4 separate regions of the Zea mays genome follow, and all the other regions are linked to region 4. A link is a contact called in public Hi-C and HiChIP or PLAC-seq data. All regions are on one chromosome and are shown on one strand. The core of a region is the stretch at or near the end of the contact, and the rest is flanking DNA. Distances in the headings are between cores, read along the strand shown. Region 1 holds the start of LOC542103 (SET domain protein SDG117). Region 2 holds the start of LOC100193142 (Dof zinc finger protein DOF2.1). Region 3 holds the start of LOC118476971. Region 4 holds the start of LOC100191930 (Tetratricopeptide repeat (TPR)-like superfamily protein).

Evidence for each region. A called contact is a pair of places that touch in the nucleus more often than the background predicts. HiChIP or PLAC-seq counts read pairs in DNA pulled down with a chosen protein or histone mark.
Region 1: an H3K4me3 HiChIP or PLAC-seq map of leaf shows a contact between it and region 4, with 4 times the contacts expected there. The contact joins the promoter of LOC542103 here to the promoter of LOC100191930 in region 4. A contact is called at or near these places in 2 of 25 Hi-C or Micro-C datasets (both in leaf) and 1 of 3 datasets of contacts at active chromatin or transcription factors (leaf).
Region 2: a Hi-C map of tassel shows a contact between it and region 4, with 3 times the contacts expected there. The contact joins the promoter of LOC100193142 here to the promoter of LOC100191930 in region 4. A contact is called at or near these places in 2 of 25 Hi-C or Micro-C datasets (ear and tassel).
Region 3: a Hi-C map of ear shows a contact between it and region 4, with 2.2 times the contacts expected there. The contact joins the promoter of LOC118476971 here to the promoter of LOC100191930 in region 4. A contact is called at or near these places in 2 of 25 Hi-C or Micro-C datasets (ear and leaf).

Annotation. Positions count from the first base shown.
Region 1 is chr4:166,036,313-166,040,639 of Zm-B73-REFERENCE-NAM-5.0, reverse strand. LOC542103 (SET domain protein SDG117) reads right to left here and starts at 1,969. Exons shown (of 12, transcript NM_001358411.1): 1 at 1,825-1,969; 2 at 1-799. The coding sequence starts at 675.
Region 2 is chr4:165,437,140-165,442,074 of Zm-B73-REFERENCE-NAM-5.0, reverse strand. It overlaps LOC100193142 (Dof zinc finger protein DOF2.1), which reads left to right and starts at 1,736. Exons shown (of 3, transcript NM_001138300.1): 1 at 1,736-2,063; 2 at 2,222-2,318; 3 at 3,496-4,615. The coding sequence starts at 2,262. The coding sequence ends at 4,332.
Region 3 is chr4:166,187,784-166,192,807 of Zm-B73-REFERENCE-NAM-5.0, reverse strand. LOC118476971 reads left to right here and starts at 1,807. Exons shown (of 1, transcript XM_035967383.1): 1 at 1,807-2,817. The coding sequence starts at 2,054. The coding sequence ends at 2,596. LOC100282837 (ATP synthase subunit O mitochondrial) reads left to right here. Exons shown (of 6, transcript NM_001155743.2): 4 at 273-385; 5 at 1,071-1,157; 6 at 1,234-1,698. The coding sequence ends at 1,353. LOC111591409 (small nucleolar RNA snoR86) reads left to right here and starts at 782; the gene lies at 782-900.
Region 4 is chr4:165,732,964-165,737,707 of Zm-B73-REFERENCE-NAM-5.0, reverse strand. It overlaps LOC100191930 (Tetratricopeptide repeat (TPR)-like superfamily protein), which reads left to right and starts at 3,327. Exons shown (of 3, transcript NM_001137354.1): 1 at 3,327-3,735; 2 at 4,024-4,744. The coding sequence starts at 4,096.

The DNA.
Region 1 (4,327 bases), core at 720-3,219, 300 kb before region 4:
CTCTTCTTGTGGAGAAGATTTATTACGTACTAAATCAATACTGCAGGCTATTTCTGATAGATCTTGGAGCGTGCATTGCAATTCTTCCTGCCGTGCATGGCATCCTACCAAGTCAGTTTTGACTTCCTTACTTACAGCATCTACAATCCCATCTACTTTGCCACGATCCTCTGCTATTTTCTCCGCTTCACAAGGTGTGACGTCTCCATTGAGTCTGCATGGACTTGGTAATGACATTGTATTGGGAGAAGAATGTATCTCTTCCTGAGGATGATGCATATCCTTCTTACCAAAACTCTGTTTATTAAAGCTATAATCATCAGTTTGCAAGCCATTATAATTTCCAGCACTTAAATTTAACTGAAGTTTTACATCGGAGTAAGAACTGTCGCTATTCTTCTCTCTTAGTTCTGTCCCCTGAGATAAATCGCCCAAATTAAGAGATGAATTTTTGGAAGCAGAATCTAATACCCGATCCATGCCTGATTGACAAGCATCGCTAAGATCGACAGGGCTACATACTATTGTATCATCTTTTAGGTGGACATCAGAGCCTGCCCACCCATAATCATCATGTGAGACGGTCAGCTTCCTATCATAGGCGATTTGTGGTGTTTTATCCATAGCATTTTTCAACTTGCAGTCCATTTGCATAACAGGAGGGTCCATCAGCATTGCTTTGCCAGGATCTGGTCTACCAATCCTCTATGATTGAAAAGGCAGGTCTTCCAAAAGCAGTGCAGGAAGCCAGGAACTATCATCTACTAGCATGAAGCCCATAAAGACTGTTGACTTAGTTCTACATAGAAAAAGTAGGAAACTGTTGTTTAGAGTATATGCAGTGCTTCGAAAGAAAACAATTATAGAGGAAAAAGAAAAAACTAAAAATCACACAAAAAACTAACAGAGTTGCATTTGAAACAGAAAATAATATATGCAACTTATGATGATTTTTCTATTTAACAAATGTGTGGAGTGACAGCACTACCCATGCAAAAAAGGACAATATCCTCTCAAAATACACAGAAGAGTATTATCTTCTCCCATGCTAAACATGGTGTTCTTGAAAGTGCTATGCTAGGCAGACAACAGTTGTACCTACGTGATTAGGCAGGCGAAAATATTCACCAAGGCTGCTTACGTGGAAACTACACGAAAGAGGTGAGGCCTAGCGCCTAGGCAAACGTCTTTTGAAGCATGATGTGGAGTGAGAGGTTTGATTCAAGCGTTAAAAAGAAACAGGGAAAGTAGTGTATTCAACAGTTGGCATCACAAAATAAATAGCTGGTTATATATGACAGCCCTGTCACACAAATACACAGACTAGTAACGATCTCCCAGCAGGAACATAAAATATACTGGATTCGTTTGAATCTGACCCAAGCAATTTAACGAACATACCACATTTTGGCTTGTACCATGCAATTAAAGTCCATTTTAATTACATGCATGAAATCACAGTGCGACTCTCTCTCCTGGTCTAGCTACACCAAAATTTCAAGAGGGCACAGCATATGGTAAGCATGCAAAACTGTACAAAATGTAGTGCCATTTTCGTACGGATACCATGGCCATTAAATACATTTGTCATAAAACCCTAACTATATGTTTCAACGTGCAATAAAATTGTGCCAGTGAAAATAGAAACCCCGAGATGTTCGACGCGCCCATTAGGATCCATGAAGCGATTTCGGTTATGGATTGGGACCATAGGCTCGGCAGAATGCTCAACGGTCTTAGAAATCCCAACGAAGCTGAGCATGACCATGACCGATCCTTGGGGAGATGGAGACGAAACGGAAACTACCCTCCGTGACGACGCACCTCGAAGGAGGCGGTGCCAGCTCCCGCAACACACCGCGTTCCCCGGCTGCGGCGAGGACAGCAGGATTCGGCGGTGGCGACAGCAGGGCCCCGAGAACTCGGCGGAGGAACAGGTCGCCGAGACTCAGAGAACCGGACGAGAGACGCCAGCGGTGGCTCGCGACGGCCACGCGACGACGGGAGCCGCGGCGGGAGGCGGGGGTGGCGACGAAGGGTTTGCGACGTGCTGGGGAAGGAGATGGGGGAGGTGGGCGGCGTCCGCGATTCGCCCCTGGTAGTCCGGTGAAGGAAAACAGAGAAGAGAAAAAAATTAGAAAACTCGCCAATTGATTTCACCTCATCGGGATTAACCGTTTGGGCGCTTTGGACCTGCAAAACGGCTATTCAGCCCGGTCTAGCAAAGAGGGCCTGCAGGAATCCAACCAGAAAAGCAATATATGAAAGGATGGCCCAACTAGAATGAGCACAGTGCAGTCCATACAAATCTTCCCGTGTGAGAAGATGAGGTCCAACCACAGCTGGTAATGCGCACCGAATATTCGATATGAAAGCGGGTACGAGGTGATTTCTCTAATTGCGGATATGTTAATAGGCAAGAGTATTTACCTATTGAGGCAGACTGGTATAGATTGGTACTACTCATACTCGTCTATCCATGGGTAAAATATATCCGCATCAATACAACTATAACCATTTAATAGAGCTCATCTTAACAAATAAAACATTTTCTAGCTATCATTTGTCTAGCTACCAAATTATGTAATCATATGATTTGTTATATGTAGGGCTGGAAAAAAAGCTCGAGGCTCGCGAGCCGGCTCGGGCTCGATCAGGCTCGGCTCGGCTCGTTGAGGCTCGCGAGCCTAAACGAGCCCGAGCCGAGCCTAATTCCACGGCTCGCTACACTAACGAGCCGAGCCGAGCCGGCTCGGTGAGGCTCGCGAGCCGGCTCGAGGCTCGGTCCAAACTACTGCAACTATCACTTGTCAGTTGTCAGTTTGTTTATTAGTGTCCAGTCATCTAGATCCAGTGACCGGTGTGTTGTTTTGGTCACAACTCACAAGGAACTAGAGTGTATGGACATAATTTTTTATTATATAGAACATATTATGCTTCAAATTTGAACTAACGACTATAATTAACTTGAGTGTACAGGCTCGCGAGCCGAGCCGGCTCGCGAGCCTATATCGAGCCGAGCCGAGCCTTATTACCGAGCTCGCGAAGTGACCGAGCCGAGCCGAGCCTGGCTCGGCTCGGCTCGTTTCCAGCCCTAGTTATATGTGTGAAAGGGAAATAGGCTTACACCTTTTCCTAAATTGATTTTGGTGGTTGAATTGCCCAACACAAATAATTGGACTAACTAGTTTGCTCTAGATTATAAGTTCTACAGGTGCCAAAGGCTCACAACAAACAAATAAAAAGACCGAAAAAGGATTCAAATGTAAGAGAGCAAAGTCAACCGAAGTGTACCCTGGTCTGGTGCACCGGACTGTCCGGTGCACCAGGGACTCCAACTCCGAACTGCTCACCTTCGCGAATTCTGGAGGCCGCTCCGCTGTAATTCACCGGACTGTCCGGTGTAGCACCGGACAGTGTCTGGTGGCGCACCGGACTGTCCGGTGTGCCAGCAGAGCAACGACTACTTCGCGCCAACGGTCGTTTGCAGAACGCATTGAATGCACTACAGTGCGCGCCAGAGTCAGAGCAGAGACTGATGGCGCACCGGACAGTGAACAGTGCTTGTCCGGTGCACCACCGGACTGTCCGGTGCCCCAGAAGGCAGAAGCTCCAACGGTCAGAATCCAACGGCCAGGTGACGTGGCAGGCGCACCGGACTGTCCGGTGCGCCATGCGACAGCAGCCTCCACCAAACGGCTAGTTTGGTGGTTGGGGTTATAAATACCCCCAACCACCCACCATTCATTGTATCCAAGTTTTCCAGCTTCCTACACCTTACAAGAGCTATAGAATTCAATACAAGACACACCAAAGAGATCAAATCCTCTCCCAAGTCCTTAGTTCATTCCAAATCAAATAGTGACTAGAGAGAGAGAGTGACTTGTGTCCATTTGAGCTCTTACGCTTGGATTGCTTCTTTTTCTCATTCTTTCTTGAGATCAACTCAATTGTAACCGAGGCAAGAGACACCAATTGTGTGGTGGTCCTTGCGGGGACTTTGTGTCCCGTTTGATTGAGAAGAGAAGCTCACTCGGTCTAAGTGACCGTTTGAGAGAGGGAAAGGGTTGAAAGAGACCCGGTCTTTGTGACCACCTCAATGGGGAGTAGGTTTGCAAGAACCGAACCTCGGTAAAACAAATCCTTGTGTTTCACTCTTTATTTGCTTGCGATTTGTTTTTCACCCTCTCTCTCGGACTCGTTCATAATTCTAACGCTAACCCGGCTTGTAGTTGTGCTTAAGTTTATAAATTTCAGATTCGCCATATTCACCCCCCTCTAGGCGACTATCAATTGGTATCAAAGCCTGGTGCTTCATTAGAGCTTA
Region 2 (4,935 bases), core at 487-2,986, 290 kb after region 4:
TGACAAAACTACCGGCCGGCCTGCATGCATGCAGAGCTCGTCGACCAGCTAGCTGCAGCAGGGGTGACTGGGTGAGCAGTGAGCACGGTGGTTTCAAATGCCCGAGTTTTCTTCGCAGAAACTCACAAGCCGGCATCGAACATCAGCAACTGCCACGCGTCCACACCGGCCGGAACACAGCAGAGCGTGAGAACGCGATGCGACACCGTGCGGTGCACAGATCAATATTAGGCTGTGACAGTAGTGACGCCGGCAAGGCAAGGCAAGCGCGCTGGAACGGAAACGCTGTGGTAGTCGTCGTCGGACTGACGCCGATGGGCATGCGTGCATTGCGTCGCACAGATCATTAGGTTATTGAGGGGGGATGCGAACGGATACCTTGCTTGCGGGGTGCGAGCTCGCAAAGGCAAGCTTTAAAGCGCAAAGCAAACGACATTTGAATCCGGAAGAGGAAGAAGAGGCGACAGGGAGAGATGCTTCGGCTCTGCTATATCTGTCTCTTGTTTGCTCCCACACATGCCCCCCTTTCGAACCATGGCCATGGCCGGCCGGCTGGACCCACAAAAACATGCTTTTGAACAGTCCCAAGAAGAAGAAAAAAAATCTCACCCATAACGCCCGCCGCCATACATACGTACTGTACTCCGTACTACGTACATAGACTAGGAATCCGTTTTCGCCGTACGTACTTTTTGGAACTACGGCGCATATCTCAATGTCGCCGCCGCCGACGACGGTCGAAGCAGCGATCCGGTCAAGACGCATGGGCCCAGTTGGAGTGCGCTTTTTTCGGTCGGTTTTCTCGTCTCTGGCCTTTCCTCACTGGGACCGAAATATTCCACGTGGCCGGAGTGGTGTCGTCCTGGCTACGCATCACCACAATCCAAGCCACGTCACTCTGCCTTTCCGGCTAGGCGGCTAGCGTATTTGCTCAAACTGACATTCTGCCGTCTCGTAACGGTGACGCATCAAGTATTCTGATCCACTAGAGAGAGCTACTACAGTACCTCTCTTTATCCTACTAAGTAGCTAGAATATACATTTTTTTCTCTCTCTAAAAAAATTCCATGACATATTAAGAGCATAAACAAATGTTATGTATATCACTGTCATTTTTTTGTAACAAAATAAATGAAGAAATAAATTGGACCAGCACGCCACGCACACGCGCGCACAGCCGATCAATAGCCACTGGCCTGTGGATGGTGAGCAGCCAGCCAGCCAGTAGCGTAGGGGTAGGCTGGTGAAGTGAAGGGATGGATCATGGATGGCCGCCGAACCAGGACGGAGACGGACGGGCCCGGCCGACGACAACCGCGCACGCCTCGGGATGCGAACTGGCGGCGGGGGCCGCGCGGGCCTCAAGGAACCCAGCTGCGGGGACCGCCGGCAGCGCGGAAGCCGACGCGACGAGCTAGGCCGCCCGCCTTTCACTCTTCCGGCCTCCGTCTCTCTCTCTCTCCTCCCATCCTCTCCTCTCCTAGTCTCCCCTCCTGCCGGACGTGTCTCCACTGTCCACTCACCGCGCTCCAGTCCGCCACGCTGCCGGGCGCTGCTGGCCCCGACACCGTGGGCCAGCCCCGGCCCGTGGTGCGCGGAGCCCAGCAACATGCACGCAGCCACGCACCGGCACCGCCCGGCACGCTGCTGCCTGCTGCTGCCGCCTGCTAGCGCTTCTGTCGTACCAGTACTACTGCTGCGTTCCTCAGTTCCTTCCTCGCTCTCGATCTATCACCAAAACCCGCCTGCTAATCACTCCGGTGTGGGAGTTGGGGTTGGGTTCGGGCGCGCAACTTTTCCTCCCCTTCTTATTCACATCTCCTCACCAGCAGCCGCCGGCACCACCATCCATCCATCCATCCTCTCTTCTTCCTCTGCAAATCGATCGCCCGGCCTTCCGGTTTGTTTGCCGCTGCAAATCGATCGCGCGTCGCTCGATCGGTGCATCTATCGTCTCCTCCGACGTACCGTCCTCGCTGCGTACCTTCCAGTTCGTCGATCGACAACAAGGCAGGCACCAGCGGCAAGAAGGAATTTCAGTTAGTGCTCTATAATATGATCAGGTAGGGTAATCAATCAAGTAGTAGCTACTAGCTACCAGCTGTGTGTTTATACGTATTTCTTTTGGTGTGTGTCGTAGCTAGGTTTTGCGTGTTTGCTCGTTGATCTGTTTGGCAGCAGAGAAGTAGAACACACCTTGATCGTCGCTGCTCGTTGCTAGGTCGTAGTCAGATCATATTGCTGCTGGTGATCGACCGACGATGATGGCCGGGGCACCGCCGACGATGCACATCTGCATGGACTCCGACTGGCTCAAGGTACGTATATACCGTGACCACATACCTGGGTTCTTGTACTAACATATATAATTCCTTTCTGGCAGCTCACTAGCTCCTCTCTTTGTTGATCTCTGCGCTATATATCTCTTTAATTATCTGTTGTTTTTTTGTCATAACGTACTACTAAGTTGTATGTCTCTGCTCTCTCTACAATAATGGTTGTTTATTAGTGTAGACTTAATCTGATCAAAGGCAGTGAGATCGTAATAATAACCTTTATGAAACTACTATGATCGATCACAGGAGATATCCAATTAATAGGTCCACAAGGATCGTTATATCTTACTTAAACCAACAAAGAAACTAACCGATGAAACTCTGGAAGGATTATTGCTCACAAATATGTCGAAAAACACAAAGGAAACAACCACATAAACAGTATAATAAAGTGTACTGCACCTGCACTACCGTCAGATTCTTACCCATATATTAATTGCAAGCAAAAGCAACAAGAGAGATAAAGAGAGATCTGAACAAGTACATCTGATCTACATGGCTTTAACTTTAGAACACTGCAAAAGCCGTGTATATCGATCTCTTTGACTGTCGACATAACACGTGAAAAGAACAACGTGAATAAATATACTTGTCGATATTTTACCATAATTTTATTAGGGAAAACACTATTTTTTGTTAATGATAACTAGTAAGTAATAAGCACATATATGTATGAACGGTAGACGATGTTCTTATCATGTTATGTGTTTTCAAGCTTAATTAGACCAGATGTTACCTAGCAGCACGATGAGACCATTCTTCAAATACATGATGGCGCCATGGCGGACATGATGAACGAGCACAAGATTTTATGTAATCTCACTGACAATTCTATCTAGTACGAGTTTATAGGAAGTGCCTGCATAATGCATAAGAAATCAATAAAAAAACGAAACTACGCGCGCGCAAAGGATCAGATGTGTGGCGGCCAGGCAACAGAGACTGACCAACGTGATTTCAAAAGCTACGGATTCACCATTGGCAGATCAGAGATCTAGAAACTCTGATCTACATGATGCCTCCATCATGAAAACCATAATAATCTCTGGATCTTTTTGCACGCACCTCTTTCACGCATTCCGAGGCTTCCATTCTGTCACTGCACGGCTCATCATGATTTGCGATCACTATGCAACAAACGTGGTCTCGTGCTTTTCAGGGCATCGTCGTCCCCGAGGAGCCTGGGATGGGCGGATCGTCGTCCTCACCGTCAGCGGAACTGATCGCATGCCCTAGGCCGCCCATGCACGCCGCGGCGGCGGATCACCGGCGTCTGCGCCCGCAGCACGACCAGCCGCTCAAGTGCCCCCGGTGCGAGTCGACGCACACCAAGTTCTGCTACTACAACAACTACAGCCTCTCGCAGCCGCGCTACTTCTGCAAGACGTGCCGCCGCTACTGGACCAAGGGCGGCTCGCTCCGCAACGTCCCGGTCGGTGGGGGATGCCGCAAGAACAAGCGAGCCAGCGCCAAGAAGCATCCCGCCGCGACGCCGATGCAGCCACGGCACGTGGCGGAGACGGGCCTCCACCTGTCCTTCTCCGGCGTGCAGCTGCCGCCGCCGCCGTCCCCCGCCGCCGCGGCCGACCCGCTCTGCAGCCTCGGCCTTCTGGACTGGAAGTACGACCCGATCCTCGCGGGTTCCGGTGGCGCCGCCGCTGGCTCGTTGGATGGCGCGAGCTCCGAGGCGCACTTCGCTGGGGCGGGCATGCTGGGCATCCCAGGCGGCGGCGAGTGCTACGCGCTGAGTTCGCTCCGGTACGCGGCCGACCTGGGCGAGCACCTGCAGCTGCAGGGGCTCCCGTTCGGGCTACGTGCTGAGCAGGAATCGATGGAGGTGAAGGCGGCGGCGACGGAGAGGACGCTGTCGCTGGACTGGTACAGCGAGACAAGCCGCGCGCCGGAGAGCGCCCTCAGCTCGCTGGGCGCGCTGGGCCTGTGGAGCGGCATGCTCCGCGGCGCGCACCAGCACCATGGCTCCTCGGCGGCCATCTAAGATGCTGGCGAAAACGTGCCTCTTCCACTACATGCTTGCGTTGTATGCTAATGGATTTAACCAGTACGAATGACTACGTAGGAGTGCTTGCTTTTCTTGTTGTTTTTGCCTGTTTTCATCTTCTGTTTCCTTTCGCCCTTTTGTTTCTTGGTACTTGCTACTCGTCATTTCAGATATGACGTCTCTGTTGCCACTTCAAAGTTCAACATTACGTTTTATCTATGTATTGAACTACGGATTATGGAACCATGCATAAATAGAACTTAGAGAGCTTGGGACGAATATTTTGCTGATATTTCATTATGGCGATCTAAAACATTTACCATAAAACCGACTCACTGCACACAATAAAACAACCTTGCTAGTCACATTTCTTTCGCAAGTTCTAGCAAAATAGCAGGCGTCTATGATAGAGACATAAGAGACACAACCTACCGAAATTCGGCTCTTTGTCGAGTTCCAAATAATTTGCCGAGTGTTTTATTTTGGTTGCAAAAAAACACCTGGTAAAAAAACACTCGGCAAAAAAATCTTTGTCGAGTGTTTTATTTTTAACACTCGGCAAATAGTTTTTTCTCGGATGTTTTTTAACATTCGGCAAAG
Region 3 (5,024 bases), core at 558-3,057, 460 kb before region 4:
CAGTTGATTGAAGGATTTCTCGAAAAAAGTTGCTTTGTCTGTTGAATTGGTACTGCCCGGTCGGTACCGTCGTGACTATAAGGTTGATTAGCCCATTTAATAGCGTGTTTATAAATGCGGTTGTAGAATCAATTATATGGTGCTACTACACCCGTTGATTGAAGGATTTCTCTGTTGAATTTTCGTACTTGGCATGATTAGCAAATGTCTACAGTTTGTTCCATGTTTGTCATGTATTTTGACAGTGCCTAACTTTGTGTTGGTTTATGAAGCTGTCCTGGCGGACAATGGCAGGCTGAAATATATTGAACGCATTGCGGAGAGATTTGTTGATTTGACTATGGAACATAAGGGGGAGATGAAGGTTGTGGTCAGGACAGTTATTGTAAGTCGATTTTCCATTTCTTTTCGAAAACAGTATCTTTTCGAACATCTCAGTATTTTCAAATGTTATTTACCATACAGATAAGTTAATAAAAAACGTAGTGCCTCTAGATTACATATGGATTATGGAACATTGCCATACATTGTGTCAAATTCATCACAATTTCAGACTAGATGAAGTATATGCGCTACTCATTTCTTAGTTGCTTTGAGTAATCCACGTGAGCATTTTGGCATGCTTAATCATAGTCGACCAATTAGAGGCATGCCTTGCATATTTTGGTACAAGGTTTTTTTTATTTGTTTCTTTAGCTGGGAAAGATCGTGGGTAATGTGGACCTTTTGGTTTATTGGGTTTGGATGTGTTGATTTTTCGACTAGAGAAAGCCAATTTGCAGAGCAAAGGGGCCATATAAGTGTTGATCTTTGCATTGAAGGTTAAAATCAAGCTCAACCCTGCAGTTCTTCGTTCAAAGTTGTTCTGTTCTATGTCGGCCTCGAACAAGCTGCTGCATCTCTTATCATATAATCACGGATCAAATTCTGATAATATTCACTTGTACAAACCGAGTACAAATCATCCAGAACTTTACGAAGCTTGCCTTCCCAGATTTTCTTTACACAGCTTTACGTATTTTTCCTTGATTATTCAATCTTTTGCTGATACATGTTTCCTCTGCTATTAGTCACTCACCAAGGAGGAGGAGAAAGAACTCAAGGAAACCTTGCAGGATATCCTTGGGGAAAACAAAACTATTTTGGTTGAACAGAAGGTAACTGCTTGAACCACGAGCTTCTTGAGAGTAATATATGAAGGGATGCTCCTCAACTGTGCCGTCTCTGTTGCAGATTGACTACAGCATCATGGGAGGATTAGTGATTGAATTCGGGCAGAAGGTGCTTGATATCTCAATCAGGAACAGGGCGAAGCAAATGGAGGCGTTCTTGAGGCAACCACTTGACTTCTAACAGCCTTTTGGATAAAAGAAGCATCATCGGAATGCAGAGGCTGTCCTGTTGAAGGTTTTCCTGTGTCTGCAATTTTAATCTGGCCTTTTGAATAAAATGTTTCCTCTAACAAGTGAAGGGCACTGTTTTTATTGTCTCGTGGGCCACAGATGCCTGCTGAACAATTTATGTTCATTTCTTCTTTTCTTAAAGAAGCATGCACTAAGAACATGAAGGATGCATGCCATGGAAAGTTTTTGAAAGTCATTGAAACGTATGAGCTCCTCATGCAATGCATTATTCTCCTTATATTCATGGGTTTACATTAAGGTTCATCGATTGCAAATGAAAAAAAAACGCGCTAACAAGTGTCACAATATGTCCCTTGATGTTTGGTTGTGTGTGCTCCTGTACGAAGAAAAAGCGCGCCAAAAAAGTGGCATGTAGTAGTCTAGTACTTAATTCTGAAAAAATAAGTAGAATAGGTACGCCCCTGACGCGTGCCCTTGCTTTCTTCCCTGTTTTGCGTAGGCTTTAGCTTGAGAACAAGAGGCACGTAGCCCCTTGCGAGGGTTCAGGGCGAGTTTGCTTGAAAGAATCAACAAAATCGATCCCCCCCAGGCCACTACTCGGCCGCTCAAGCAACCTTGACCTCTCGCTCACTCTTCCAAGCAACCAATGCAGTTATCCTAAGCTCCCAGCTGCTGCTGCTGCTGCTTCCATGTCCTCGCCGTCTCTCCTCGCTCCCTCACCATCGTTGTGGCTTCTGTTTTCTGTCTACGCGCGTCCAGCGATGCCGTCGTCGTGCGTGGGCGAGACCGGCCTGGTGGCCATGGACTGCCTGGTGGTGTGCTGCTGCTGCCCGTGCCTGGTGCTGCAGGTCACCGTCTTCCTCTTCGTCCGGCTACCCAGGAAGGTGGTCGTGAAGACCAAGAGGGTCATCCTGAGGCGGTGGCACAGGAGAAGGCCACCGGCGCCGTCAAGCGCAGCCGGGCTGAAGCTGGCCGCCCTGCTGGACCTGGACGACGACGGCTTTGAGGCCGCGTTCGGCATGGGAGAGAAAGAGAGGTGCAGGTGCTTCGCTGTCGGCGGCGACGGCGGCGTCGACGTCGACGTCGACGGCGTGTGGGAGGCGATCATTGAGCAGGAAGGGCTCTTCTGGTTCGGGAGCTTTTGGGGCCGGCGTGGGGCGGCTTCTGAAGGCGATGATCGGATGGATGGGAGCTTCAGGTTGCCTGTGGCGCTAGAGCGGGTACGTGAATAGGCGGCTAAGGTTTTTCGATTCACGCAGCGGTGTAAATACGCGAGGGATTTGGTAATTAGCCAAGGGGCTCCCATTCAGAGTTCCGCTGGTCGTGGTCGGCATATATATTTATTTACTCGATGACTCGATCAGTCAAATGCATGTACATAATAGTATCAACATGCCAGAAATAATGGGGTGTTCACGGCAGAATGAGCAATATCACATGTAAATTTAGATATGAACTCCATTGTAAACGGTGGCTGGCTGGCTCCTGGCTGTGCCTCGGTGGCGGTCAGCCGGTCAATCTTTTGCGGATTTGACAACCGACGACGGCTAGCTGTGCTCTCCTGATGATTGGATGACGCCGTCGTCACGCGATATAATACACCACCAGCCCCGGTCCTGTCATTTTGAGGCCTCAGGCGAACTAACCATAGTGCACCCTCTAAACTATATAAAAAATTCTATGATATGTGGCGAAGCATATTAGCACTTCGTAGGTAAATAATGATATGCATTGAAATTAGTTTTTAAAATATCTAAGACGCTAGATAATATACATCGGTGCAAACTAGCACCTCGCAGGTTAAGAAATAAGAACAATGGTCGCTGGATAACCTGAATCCTTATTGCTCGAGCGTGCGTGTCTAGAGCCCAGCGTAGCACCCTAGAATCCTACTGGCAGTGGGCAACGCGTACCGCGTGATCCGTGTGCGTTAGACGTCCGCGTGCCCAGCCCTACCGGTCTGTTAGCTACCTATACTATTTTACTACTTGCGTATAGCTCGTGCTAACGCTATGTTTCTGGGAAGGGGTGGATGACGACGATGGTGGCAGGAGGAGGGGTTGACAGCAGTGGGGACACGAGAAGAGAGGGATGAAGGATATTCAAATAATATTCAACGATCTGAACCGTTGATTTTGATGTTACGTTAAATATGAGTGCAATTTGTTTAGGGATTTAATAAAGATTAAGGGTGTGTGAGTTATTTAGTTGGATAAATTTTGTAAAGTTTAAATTGGTGTATTATATAGTGTTATAGATATTAAATATTAGACCCTATTAATTTTGGGCCCTCGTCGTCGCCTCTGTCGCATGTGCCAGGGCCGGCCCTGTATACCACCGAGGTCCAGAAAGACCAGGAAACGTAGTGCGTACGAGCTCACTTGGAAAACAGCAAACTCGACTGATCGGTTTCCCCGACACACACACAAAGTCGCAACTGACACGATAATCACATGACCCTGGAGACGAAAACGAGTTTGACTGGATCACTGGAAGAAGCGATCGCGTGCGTTCCTCCCAAGGAAGTAGGGATGAAAACGGAACGGTAAATTTCCGTACCGTCTCGTTTCGAATAATGTTTTTTCCCGATCGTTTTCGAATTGTTCATGAACCGATTAAAAACGATATAAAATGATTTATCTAGTTTTTTTTGATCGTTTTCGTATTTTTCGTTTCCGAGTCGTGCTAATACCGTTTTTTACCGTTTTATATAATATGAGATAGATCTAGCATATAATTTAATTAAGTTATAGAATTTTGTTGTGTTTAAGTGAATGAATAAGAGAAAAGCAAATGTTATAATTACTCTAACTAATATGAATGACGAAAGAGTTATTTGTGTATTTCTAAATCTTAAAAATTAGGCAATACATCACTTTATTATGTTTTTTTATAAAACTACAAAATAGTTATCTTTCCGACTATAGTTTATCGTTTTCGGTCGATTTCGAATAACCGACAATTCCGATCCCGTATTCCGACAATTGGTTTTCGTTTTTGTTTTTGTCCCGACCAAAAAATATGAAAACAAAAATAATTTAGCTATTTTTTCGATCATTTTCGACCGTTTTCATCCATACAAGGAAGCAGCAACAAGTGATGATGGCGCTGGCCGGGGGTGGCCTGCCGTCGAGGTGGAACGCGAAGCCACGTGCACCCGATGGCACGTGGTGAAGCACAAAACGAGGGAACCGATTTTTTTATTTTATTTAGTATTTTTTAAAATTTCACATTCCTATTTCTAACGGGATAATTATCAGGTCTGAACTTTGGGGCAATTTCCTGTAAACCACGAAAAAATATATTCATTCCTTATGTGCCACTGATCCCATATGTCATACACACAAAAAAATTACCTATATGTCATTCAATGACACATAAGGAACGAGTATAAAATTTGGTGGTATACAGTGAATTTTTCCCTAAACTTTAGAGTCGACACCGTAACCTATAACATTAAGATTATATGACTCGACCACATAGATTATATGATGCTAAGGAATTACATCATAAATAGCAACACATTTATCACCATAGCATTGATGTGTGAGTACCTCGGTACTGGTCTATGACATCAAACACTAATTTAAAAAACCTCGGTTCCCTAGTCAATATAGACCTTATTTGTTTTTTATCTCTCTTCCAAACCTTCTAGCACTC
Region 4 (4,744 bases), core at 2,078-4,577:
CGACGACATAAATTTTATTTTTGACAGTTCCGAGCCACCGAAAATAACTTTAGCGTGAGATTTGTACCCAACTTGCCCTCTCTCACTTTACTGCCTCCCTTTTACTGTAGAGAAAATTCCTGGTATGCCATCAGATTTTATACTCATCCCTTGTGTGCCACTGAGTGGCATATAGGTATATTTTTTGGTGTCTATGACATGTGGGGCCAGTGGCATACAAGGAATGAGTATATTTTCCAGTGGCATACAGGGAATTGGCCATTTACTGTACGCGCACTCAACTGTAAAGACCGGTAACCATGCAACAACATCAAAGCATTGAACAGAGATAATACAGTCATTATACATTTATATCCAGTAATTAATGCTATGTACATAAATTTAGTCACTAAAACTAAGCAGGGTACCTCAGTGATTATTTTAGTCACCTGATAAAGGAAGCAAACGCGGCCTAGATAGCATACATATCTCTATGACTCTATTTCCCTCGAAACAACGGCAATAAACCCGTACCGTCCGGTTGTCGTGACCCACGCCGGCCGACGGAGCCCCGTATCACGCGCGGCGTCGCTCGATAATTCGTCACGCCGGTCGGCTGTACATACCTGCGCAAGATCACAGCCACTGGCCAACCACCGTACATGCCAACGTCTCTCAGGCAGATTCACATGATGACACGATCGTAGGACGGTGCTCGTGTCCGTGGTGCGACCATGGGTCCACCTCGTCGCGTCGCGGATGGGACTGATCACCGATGCGATGCGGTTCACGCGCATCTCGGAATGCAGCCAGCCAGGCAGCCAGCGAGGAAAATGGAGAGAAAAGTTCGGGGGGGTCGATCGAGCTCGCCGGCCGGCCGGTCGGCGGTCGTTGGCGAGCAACTCTAGCTCGCCTACTCTGAAGTTGCCATCCTTGTCCTCCTCGCGCGCCGGCGCCGCGACTGCGACCAGTGTGTTTTATACTCTGGAGTAATTGTTGATATATACACAGTGTAATCGCAGCATGACAACCTTCGTTTCCGCCGTCCCGTCGCTTTCGCGCCAACCGATCGTCCACTCTGGCCAGCTGCCGCCCGCCGCGCTGCACCTTCTTTTTTTTTCATACTGACTGACAACCGGACGAACGAGAGAGAGAAAAAAACAGCGAGCAAATCCAGCCACCTGCTGCTGGCCTGGCCTTTCTTGAGAGGACCCCCTCAAAAAAAAAAAAGAGAGAAAACAGCTCTACAAGAAAGGATCTCGCCGAATCATATTTATTTCCAGCACAGACTCGTACGGTAATGCGCTACACACTGCCACCTACGTTTCGGAACTCCCGTGAGCTTGGCTGTACAAGTTGGTTCGTTGTAGCTAGCTAGCTAGCTGCAAACTGTCTGGCCTGGCGTGCCGCCGGGCGCGTCGTGCCAGTGGTGCGCCGGCAATAGAGCGCGACGCTGCATTGCTGTGCACTCCTCTGGCCACCTATAAACCACAGCCTAGGTGTGCACTTGACTTCTCACCCTCCTCCACAGCTCTCTTTTTTCTATAAGACATGCGAGCTTAGGTGTCTGATCGGGAGAGATGAGGCGTCCAATCTAACGAGAAATGTCATGCGCAGAAAGCACACACGCATGACCGCATCGCTTTACCAACCGTGCACCCGAGTTTTTTCTTTAAAAAAAACCAGGAAGAGAGAAACATAGCGTGCAGGGGCATGTTGCTATGTTAGTAAGCAGAACAATAATATCCATTTCTCCCGTGTCGCTGCGGATTTTTTTTTATGATGAAATCGTTACACTCGTGTTGCTAACATTACTCGGTAAAGCTTATAGAATATTAGATCAATTTATATAAAAGAAAATATGACCACCAAACAGAGATAGCATGTCATGTATGTTGATATACTGAAAATAATAGTTTGCACTTAATGGTAGATGATGATGTTGCACTTATTGGAGGGTGATGCATGTGGCACTTATTAACAAGATATGATATGTGAATATAGCTTGCATGCAGCTTTTCTAAAAGACATGGATATAGATGTAAGTAGATTCAGAGTTGGACAGCAGCATAAATAAGCAATGAAGTATTTTTCAGGTGACTAACAAATGGTGCCTCGTGATTATAACAAATCATGCCTCGTGGATGTAACATATAAAAAAACAAAGTGACAATTTGTGAGACAAAAGGAAATAAAAATGATACGGTAAGAACTAGATTCAAGGATAGAGACCAAAAGTAAAGTAGGTTGGTAGGCTATCATCGTCCTAAGTAAACATATATATGATGGACTTTTCAGACTTAGGGTATGTTTGATTCAGCTTTATAAGACGGATTTTGCCGTGGTTCCAGAAACCGATGAATAATATAATTTGTGTTCGGTGGGAGATGCTAGCGCAGACTCACTCCGAATGGTGAATCGGTGAGACTCGAGCGTAGAGTTTGAGGCAAAGAATTATATTATTTCAGGTTGGCGCTCTAGTCCAGTATAGTACTAGTCGTAATATTACTTGAGAACTGTGTTACAACTGGTGCGTGTGTGGGAAGGAGGGGGCCTTGCCCTTTTATAACACAAGGGTGGGATCTTACGGTGGAGACTTGTATTTACTAGGAGCTTGACCTGTTGACCTTGGTGGCGTAGTCCCCCTTATCGAAGTTGTTGCCCGGACAATGTACCACCACTACCGGCGCCGCTGCATGGTCCTCCCCCACGACGAAACTAGGGAGGATATAAGCGATGCACGCATCCGTAGTGGGAGAGGATGCAGGTGGATGGAGGGAAAATTGCCGCCATTCTTTTTCTGTTTCGAGAGTTAGGGCGTATCTGGTATGGCTCTAGAGCAGAATCGTTGCACTCTAATGGGTCCTCCTTGCGCTACAGTACTAGGAGAGCATACAAGGATCCGCCAGATCTAGCGTGAGGGTGTCGACCCCCACCCCCTTCCTGTGCGCTATAGTGCACATTGGAGTTTGGTAGTTAGGAAAAATTGATATTGGATGATAAATAGATGTAGAAAATGATACTTTATGATTTGGTGGGGGTATAGGGAGAATTTAAAGATAACCTCTGGCTTCTGCTGCGGAGAAGAGAAAAATAGAGGATATAATCGAATTGACTGCATAATGCGGTACATGGAGAAAAATTTACTGAAACGGCCACGGATAGACTAATACCCAGAGTCCCAGACTTTAAATGGGTACTTCCATGCTGAGCTGGAACAATATTCCCCTTCCCGCTCGTGGCTGTGGCTGTGGCTGTGGATGTGGTAGTGTGGTCCGATTACACCGAGGCGCGAGCCATCATTTCTCTAGTCTGCCCCCTGCTCTTCGCGGCTCTGCCGCACTCGTCTTCTCTCTTCCTCTTCTCTCTGTCTCTCCTACCCTCCGTCACCACCTCGTCCCTATGGCAAGCGAGCTTCTCCCAGCCTCTTCCTACCAGACTATCCTCCTGCCGCAACGGACCTGACGGTTTCCCTCCATCTGGCCTCCCTGTCGCGCGAGCTGATCGACCCACGCAAGCGCAATGCCGTCCAGAGGCTAGTTCGAGCTGCTGAGCGCTGATCACGGTGAGGCCACCCAGATCCACCCGACTGCCACCCGGATTTCGCACCTTGCCTTTTCTTCTCTCGTTCACCCAGCTGGCTCGGTCGCTCCTCCCTCTCTAGTGGGCAACTGCCAACTGGGCGACTCGCCGACGCCCCTACGCCAGGTGCTCAGGTCTTCGTCGGGTCTTTTGCCGGCGACGAACACACACCAGGTTTGCGCACCCTTTCTCTTCCATTCCTGCTGTGCGAAACCGAGCACACGACCCTAATTTAAGCTATTTTTGTTCGGATCTGATCTAATTACTAGCGTACGCATGCCTGCCAGCATCGATTCTTTGAGCAAAAGTTAGTGGGTGTACAATTGTACACGCATGCCCTTTACTGGCTCCGCCCCTGGCCTTAGCCAATCTTCCTGTTTTTCCGTTTATTGGTTGTTCGGCTTCAGTTTTGAAGCATTCACATGTCGCCTTAATAATAAAAAAATTCCGTTTTTTTTCCAGGGTATTGTGTAGAGCTATCATCTCCCTCGGTTTCTTGGAAGAACAATTATTTGACATAATTATCACCATAAGATGCCTGGAATTACAGAGGATGGAGTTGTTGCAGAGGAGGTGCCGAACGGGGTGAATTTCTCTCCACAGAACGAAAGTCTGCCTGCCCCAAAGTCGACAGCAGCTTCAACGATGGCGGGTAGCATGCAAAGCGAGGCGCTTGAGATGCATGTTGAGGCCTCCGGTGCTGGGGAACCCTCAATCGAGCAACTCTACAACAACGTATGCGAGATGGAGAGCTCAAGTGAGGGTGGCTCCCCATCACGCGAGAGCTTTGGCTCGGACGGGGAGGAGTCTAGAATTGACTCGGAGCTTCGACATCTTGTTGCTGGGGAGATGGAGGCCATGAAGGTGATTGAGGAGGAAGAGGAGAATGGGAGTGTTGCCAACGTTGTACCCCCTGCTCCTGCTGAGAATGGGACCCCAGTAAAGGAACACTCTTCCAGTTCGTCCAAGAAGTCGAAGAAGGCATCAAAATCACAGCTTGAGTCTGATGCCTCTGTTGGACTCAATGGAAAGGCGTCCACTGAGGAAGGTGAGAGCGAGGTCAGCAAACCGGCAAGCCGAGTTGGCCGACGGCGGAAATCAAATGCCAACCCACAGAGTGGAACAGAAGATGCTGGGCTTGATAACCCAGACCTTGGTCCATTTCTTCTTAAACATGCAAGAG